2 separate regions of the Sus scrofa genome follow, and region 2 is linked to region 1. The links are chromatin contacts, called in public HiChIP or PLAC-seq maps. All regions are on one chromosome and are shown on one strand. The core of a region is the stretch at or near the end of the contact, and the rest is flanking DNA. Distances in the headings are between cores, read along the strand shown. Region 1 holds the start of TMEM199 (transmembrane protein 199). Region 2 holds the start of KIAA0100 (protein KIAA0100 homolog).

Region 1 (3,583 bases), core at 605-3,104:
GCAACTAAAAAGCTAAGAAGAGGAGAGTACTAATCCATCAGAAAAAGCCACTAGATACTTGAGGGGCCAGGGCAATGACAGCAGAGAAGGGCTGGGGCAGTGGGGCCGACTCAAGGAGGTAAGGGTCCTTCCTTCCCACTTTCTCCCTTTCCTCCTTTGAGGTCCAGCTACAGATGCCTCTCTGGTTTCCCAGACAACTTTCTTGTCTCTTGACTCTCAGAGTTCCTCATATCATGCCCTCAGACTCTGCTTAATTGTATCCCTTGCCTCCCTTTCTTCCCTGACCCACCTTCCTGATCTCCGAAGGCATTTTAACTGCCATTCCCACCTTGCATTTCAGTTATCTGTGTTCCTGTTTTATCTCCATTAGAAACTGTAACTTCCCCAGGAGCAACGCCTGTGTGATTAGCCTGTGCTCCCTTGCAAAGCCTGGTATAAAATGGGGTGCTCAAAAAAATACTTGTTTTGGAGTTCCTGTCAGTGGCTCAGTGGTTAACAAACCAGAGGAGTATCCATGAGGACATGGGTTTGATTCCTGGCCTCATGCAGTGCATTAAGGATCCGGCATTGCTGTGAGCTGTGGTGTAGGCCGGCAGCTGAGGCTCCCATTCGACCCCTAGCCTGGGAACCTCCATATGCTGCAGGTGCAGCCTTAAAAAGACAAATTAGGAAAAGAAAAAAACAAAACAAAACAAAAAACCTTGTTTTGTGTTACAAGTCCATGTCCATCTCCCTCCCTCTAAACCTGCCCATGAAGGGCTTCATCATCTCTAGATTTGCAAGTGTACTACTCCCTGCATTCCACCTAGATTTACTTTCTCAATCTAATTTTTGTTTAGATTTACATCAATTTTCACAGGGGTCTTAAACTGCAAATAGCTATCATCTCTCCCCAATACCAGCGTATAATCTCAGCCACTCGGCTCTCACAATGACCTCTCTGGACATTGCTTTTTCTAGGGGCCCTTCAAAGCCCTCTTTTCTATCGTGGCAATGTGAACTTCATGCTTCCTCCCACTTGATCCACCTGCTCAAATGTGATCTGCCTGGCCCATCCTTAGAGACACTTGCTCACACAACCCCACGCCTGGAAACCCCCTTCCCCAAGTCACATAAAGAGGAAAATGTGTCCCTAAGGTTACACTGAGCGCAGACTCGGGTCCAGTTTCCCACTTCTAGCATCTTTCTGAGGCAGGCCTTGACCCAGTCACGGGCTGGAGGTTCAAGTCAAAAGCCCTAGGACTTAATTAAAAGGCTGCCCACTAACAGCATTCGGGAAGGTAGGGTTCGTTCTGGGGGGGTTGCTGCTTCCCCCTCAGAGTCAGCCCTGCACAACCCAGCGCTCGGGGCCGCACTCCCGTCTCTGCTCCTGGCACGCCTCCAAGGCAGCGCAGGTCGCCTCCCGGCCCGCGCCCTCCCCCGGGTCGAACTTTCGTCACCCTCAGCTGGCCGGGCCCCCTGGCCTCCTCTCTGACCCGAGACACGCTCCCTGGGCTCCGGAAGGGCCCCCGCGCTCCGTCCCTCACCGGGACGAGAGGTGCCTCCGCGTCGTCGTGGTCGCCGCTGGTGTTAAGGCCCCAGCTCCACCCGCTGCACACAGCGGTCTCGGCCCACGAGCCCCGGTCAGCGACCGGGACCACCAGCGACCGCCCACGGTCAAGGCCCGCCGGGCCACACAACCCGCCATGTCCCGCCCGAGTGCCCGCTGGGCTGCTGACACACAGCCCGACCCGCGGCCGGGCGGCGTTCCGCCCCCGCCCCACACTGCCCCGCGCCGCGTCCCCGCCCCCTTGGCCCTCCGCCCCGCCCAACGAGCTCAGAGCTGCTTCCGGCGCAGGCGGACGGAAGTCCCTGCTCGGGGTCACGTGACCCTACAGTCGCTTAGACATGGCGTCTTGCTTGCTGGCCGGGGAGCGGCTGGTACGCGCTTTGAGCCCCGGCGGGGAACTGGAGCCAGAGCAGCTGCCCAAGAAACTGCGAGCAGATCTTGAGGCCGCGTTGGGAAAGAAGCACAAGGGCGGCGATGGCCCTCCTGGCCCTGAACGCCTGGTTTCTTTCCGCCTGATCCGGGATCTACACCAGTACCTGAGAGAAAGGGGTGAGCCCCAGTCTCCAGTTCAGAGTCGCTTCCTTTTTTTTTTCCAGAGTTTTGTCCCCTTTGAGGTCTATTTCCACACCTCTAGCATTTTTCTGAAGGATGTATACGGTTGCGGAGCCAAATTGGCGTCTGCCTGCCCAACTCCAAGCAAATCCATTCTACTGACACAGGCTTGTGGTGAAGAAAAGTGCAGTGTTTATTGCAGGGTGCCAAACAAGGGAGTGGGAGACAAGCCTCAGATCTGCTTCAAATTGTCCTTTGAGTTAAGGGGTTTGCTTTTAAAGGAGTAGAACAAAGAGGATGGGAACAGTCATTGTCTTGCGACATTTCAGTGGCATTTCCAATTGGGAGTAGGCAAGTCTCTGGTTTACAGTTTTCGGGCCAGGTGGCCCATGGCTCGGGAGTCTATTAGTTCACCTCTGGCTCTGGAGAAACGCCTGAGTTTGCAGGTTAATGATCTCTGTAACAGATTTTAGCACCTTAAGTTTGCTAATGACAATAGCAGTTTTAGCCATCTAACTGGTGATTAGTGTTCCATTAGCACAGGATTGAGTTAGAGGGAAGAAAGTTTTGGCTAGAGAGGTTAATCACAAACTCAGAGAATTCAGTTTTAGGGGGACCCAGTTTCAAATCTAATACTCTCTTTCACCCACAGAATGGTCATCTAGCCAATCCAAGAGTCACCTCATAAACTCTGGGGAACCCACTCCCTTCACAACTTCCATAGGCATTCTTTGTGGATGACAAAATTTTATCTGTGCGGTTTCTGCTCTCTTGAATCTCTTCTTCACTTCCAGGCCCGCTTAGGCTCACCTGACCCTTGAAGAAATACATGTTTTAACGCATTACCACTGCATAGGTTCAGTTTCTTCCTTTTAAGCCACATTAGAAAACAGAACAATTGGAGTTTCCATCGTGGCTCAGTGGGTAACGAACCTGACTAGCATCCATGAGGACTCGGGTTCGATCCCTGGCCTTGATCAGTGGGTTAAGGATCCAGTGTTGCCATGATCTGTGGTGTAGGTTGCAGACGCTGCTCAGATCTGGTGTTGCTGGAACATCCATATACCGCGGGTGTGGCCCTTAAAAAAAAAAAAAAAAAGTCGAAAGAAAGAAAACAGCATATCGAGCTTGTCCTGTTTGGGAATCCACATTTCTTTTCATCTCAAAAGCAAAAGTGGTCAGATCTGATATGTTTTTTTCTTTTTATGAGATAGGATGATGAAAAACTGTTGAAAGATCTGAATTGGAAGTAGTGTCTAGATTCTAGCCCTAATTCCGCCACTAACTCTTTTTGGAGGAGTCATTTCTTTTCCTTAGGGCTCAGTTCTCTTAGCAGGTAAAGGGAGTGGGGGCAGTAGGACAAACTGGCATGTAAGGTCTTTTGCCAGAATTTAACATAGCCTACCCAGAAGTGCAAAGGGTAGACTCTTTAATCATTGGAACTAAAAAGAACCTTAGAGATCATCTAGTACAGTGTCCTCT
Region 2 (3,283 bases), core at 519-3,018, 260 kb after region 1:
CTAGGGGGTCGAATTGGAGCTACAGCTGCCGGCCTACACCACAGCCACAGCCACGTCAGATCCGAGCTGCGTCTGCAAGCTACACCACGGCTCACGGCAATGCCAGATCCTTAACTCACTGAGCGAGGCCAGGGATCAAACCCACCACCTCATGGTTCCTAGTCAGATTCATTTCTGTTGAGCCACAGCAGGAACTCGAGGAAATGTTTTAAGAACAGGAGGAAGTGCAATAGCTCTCCACTAAATACTCTCCATTACTATTTCTACCAGCTTCTCTCCTCAGTGTGATAGCCTGTTCCTCACAATGACATGGACTGAACTTGCTTAGTATTTCTCTTTTACGAATATGCTGCCCTGTTTCCACTCTTAAATTAAGCTCTTCTACTTCCCATTATCTTTGTTCTGTGCTTCTGTTATCTTTCTTACATGCCCTCGACACTCTGCGCCTTATAAGCATTTTTAACAGAACCACTTGCATCAATTCCAGTATTCCCAAACTAGCTCTAAGATCATCTTGGCAAAGGGGTGCAAGGCTGCGTTAACTAGGAGAGAGAGCCACTACAATTCTTAAAAAAGGAAATCAAAAGTTGAAATTCATTTGGATCAACCCCACATACTACCCAGGGAGTTTCCCAGGACTCTCACCACTGTTTGCTGGTGCTGCTGAAATTTAAGACTAACATTCTGTATCCAAAAAAAGGAGCCAATCTTTAGTTCCGCCTTCAGCTTCCGCTGACACCAACTGGTGGCCAACCGGACCACAAGCCACCTGCAGAAAAATCCTTATGAGTTCATAGGACCCTCTCCCAATTATGGCCTCCCTCACCCCCTGCTGGCCCTAGAACACCTTCCAAAGGACCATGATTTGTAGCTGAATCTTCTGGGCAGCTCTCCTGTCTTCCAAAACACCATTCTGTCATATACATTCATCCGCGCAGATCAGGACCCCAGCCCTGGAGTGTCCCCTCCACCCAGATGAAATCAGACGAACTAAACTGCACCTTCTAAGTTGGAGACAAAGAAAGCAATCCCTCAAATCCTTAGGAACCCCAGAGATAGAGAGAAGACTCCCAAGAGAAGTCGAAGGACAAGCACCCCTGCCAGATGTGCCCATCACATCACCCCAAAGGGTCTCCTTCGCCTTCCAGACAGGTGTCCGCGAGAAGGCACTGTGGGGTCACACCCAGCCGACTCAAATGCCGCTCTCCCTGGGCAGCCAGACCTGTTCCTGCTCCCCAGGGCAGGTTGCAGGTGCCCTTCGCGCTCGCGGAAGAGGACGTTCAGAGGCGAGTGAATGGAAAAAGAAAAGCCGAGCCCCGTCCTCACTCACACCTCCATCCTCCTCCCAATCGTAGCATCTCCTCAGGCCTCGTCCGCTTGCTTGTTCTCCCCCCCACTCCCGGTTCTTCCGAGACAGCTCCGGTCGTACGCCCCCGCTCGATCCCTTTCCTAGTCGCTAGCCCCCTCCTCGGCCCCTCCCCCTCTCCATCTCCCCACCTCTAGCCCCTTCCCCCTCCCGCCCGCTTCTTTCCTGCGCGCGCCCCCTCCTCAGCCTCTCTTCCTTCCCTTCCCACTGTCCCCTCCCCCGCTGTAGCTGGGATCCCCTCACCGGCCTAGGAAGAGGGCGATGAGCGCAACCAACAGCAAGGCCAAGAGCGCGGAGAAGAACAGGGGCATTCCGGCCCCGGCCCGGCCCGGCTCTGGCCCCCGCCCTGCCGGGGCAGCCCCCGCCGGCTCCAAGCTGGGCCGCCACGGGCCGACCAGCAACAAGCGCAGGGACAGCGCGGGGGGAGGAAGCGTTGGCGCGAGTGCGCCCCGCCCCCTCCCGCAGCCAGCCAGCCTGCCAGCTGTCTTTCGGCCCCGCCCGCCCGGCGCCCGCGATCCAGTGGGGCCAACCGGCTGCTAGCGCGAAGTGTAGGCGTGGCTCCGGAAGGAGCGCACTGGGAGCGGCCCTCAAGCCGATTGACACACAGGCCCCGCCTCAGGCGCACCCTTCTGGACCCGGAAAAGCGGAACCGGGTTTACTCGCCAGGGCCTAGGCTCGCCCGGGCCTAGGCTCGCTCCCAGGATGTCAGAGGACCCGGATGGATCGCTTCACTGCGGGGAGATCCTCTCTCAAAGCGTTTCCCAGAGTAGTTGTATAGAGTCTGCGTGGCCACTTAGGGCCTGGACTGAGGCTAATGCCCCAGTTATACCCCTGGGTCATACGAAGTACTTATCCTGTCTTATTCCAGAGCCTTATCCGAACATCATTGAGGAAACCAAGGGGTAATTAAAAGGCCTCAAAAGTCCCACCTCATTCCATTCACAACAGAATGAATTTTTAACTCATTTACTGTTCAAATGTTCTAGTTAATATGTATTGTGCTGCTGTGTGGGCAGCACCATTCTGGACCTTTCCTTGCAGTTTTCAGTTTTCTACTGTCAACAGCAGTCAAAGCACTGCGCTGGAGTGGTATTACAGAAGTAAAGAATAGGAGTTCCCGTCGTGGCGCAGTGGTTAACGAATCCGACTAGGAACCATGAGGTTGTGGGTTCGGTCCCTGCCTTGCTCAGTGGGTTAACGATCACGGCGTTGCCGTGAGCTGTAGTGTAGGTCGCAGACGCGGCTCGGATCCCGTGTTGCTGTGGCTCTGGCGTAGGCTGGTGGCTACAGCTCCAATTCGACCCCTAGCCTGGGAACCTCCATATGCCGCGGAAGCGGCCCAAAGAAATAACAAAAAGACAAAAAAAAAAGTAAAGAATATTGTACTTGGAATTCCTCTGTGGCACGGTGGGTTAAGGATCTGGTATTGTCACTGTAGCTGCCCAGGTCATTGCTGTGGCGTGGGTTTGATCCCTGACCCAGGAATTTCCTCCTGCTGCAGGTAAGACCAAAAAAAAAAAAAAAAAAAAAAAGCTTGTGTGTGTGTGTGTGTGTACATATTGTACATATCTTCCACAAGAACTATCTAAGAACTATCTATATATGTTCTTGCCCTTTGGGAACAATTTATCTGGAAAGCAAACATCATTATGTGAAATAGAGAATTCAGTCAACTTTATTTTACCTGTTTCTCTGTGAAATGCAACAGGACAAATGTTCCTTCCAACTCTAGTGCAGTGATGCTAACACAGTACAAGCTAAAGAAATTCTAAGGATTTAAAAATAAATACCTCATATCCCTTTGCTCTGACATCCTCATCTCCATAAACTCCTTCAGGATTTCACTTGGGGACTTTCTTTCCCACTCCTTCAGATAAAGCCCCATTTCAACTTTCACCTAGGTTACCCAGAGTTGCT

Evidence for each region. HiChIP or PLAC-seq counts read pairs in DNA pulled down with a chosen protein or histone mark.
Region 2: an H3K27ac HiChIP or PLAC-seq map of alveolar macrophages shows a contact between it and region 1. The contact joins the promoter of KIAA0100 here to the promoter of TMEM199 in region 1. A contact is called at or near these places in 1 of 5 promoter capture datasets (liver) and 1 of 2 datasets of contacts at active chromatin or transcription factors (alveolar macrophages).

Annotation. Positions count from the first base shown.
Region 1 is chr12:44,634,525-44,638,107 of Sscrofa11.1, forward strand. TMEM199 (transmembrane protein 199) reads left to right here and starts at 1,855. Exons shown (of 6, transcript XM_003358166.4): 1 at 1,855-2,098. The coding sequence starts at 1,888. It overlaps POLDIP2 (polymerase delta-interacting protein 2), which reads right to left and starts at 1,778. Exons shown (of 11, transcript XM_003358174.5): 1 at 1,527-1,778. The coding sequence starts at 1,687.
Region 2 is chr12:44,891,700-44,894,982 of Sscrofa11.1, forward strand. It overlaps KIAA0100 (protein KIAA0100 homolog), which reads right to left and starts at 1,769. Exons shown (of 43, transcript XM_003131765.5): 1 at 1,610-1,769; 2 at 646-769. The coding sequence starts at 1,677.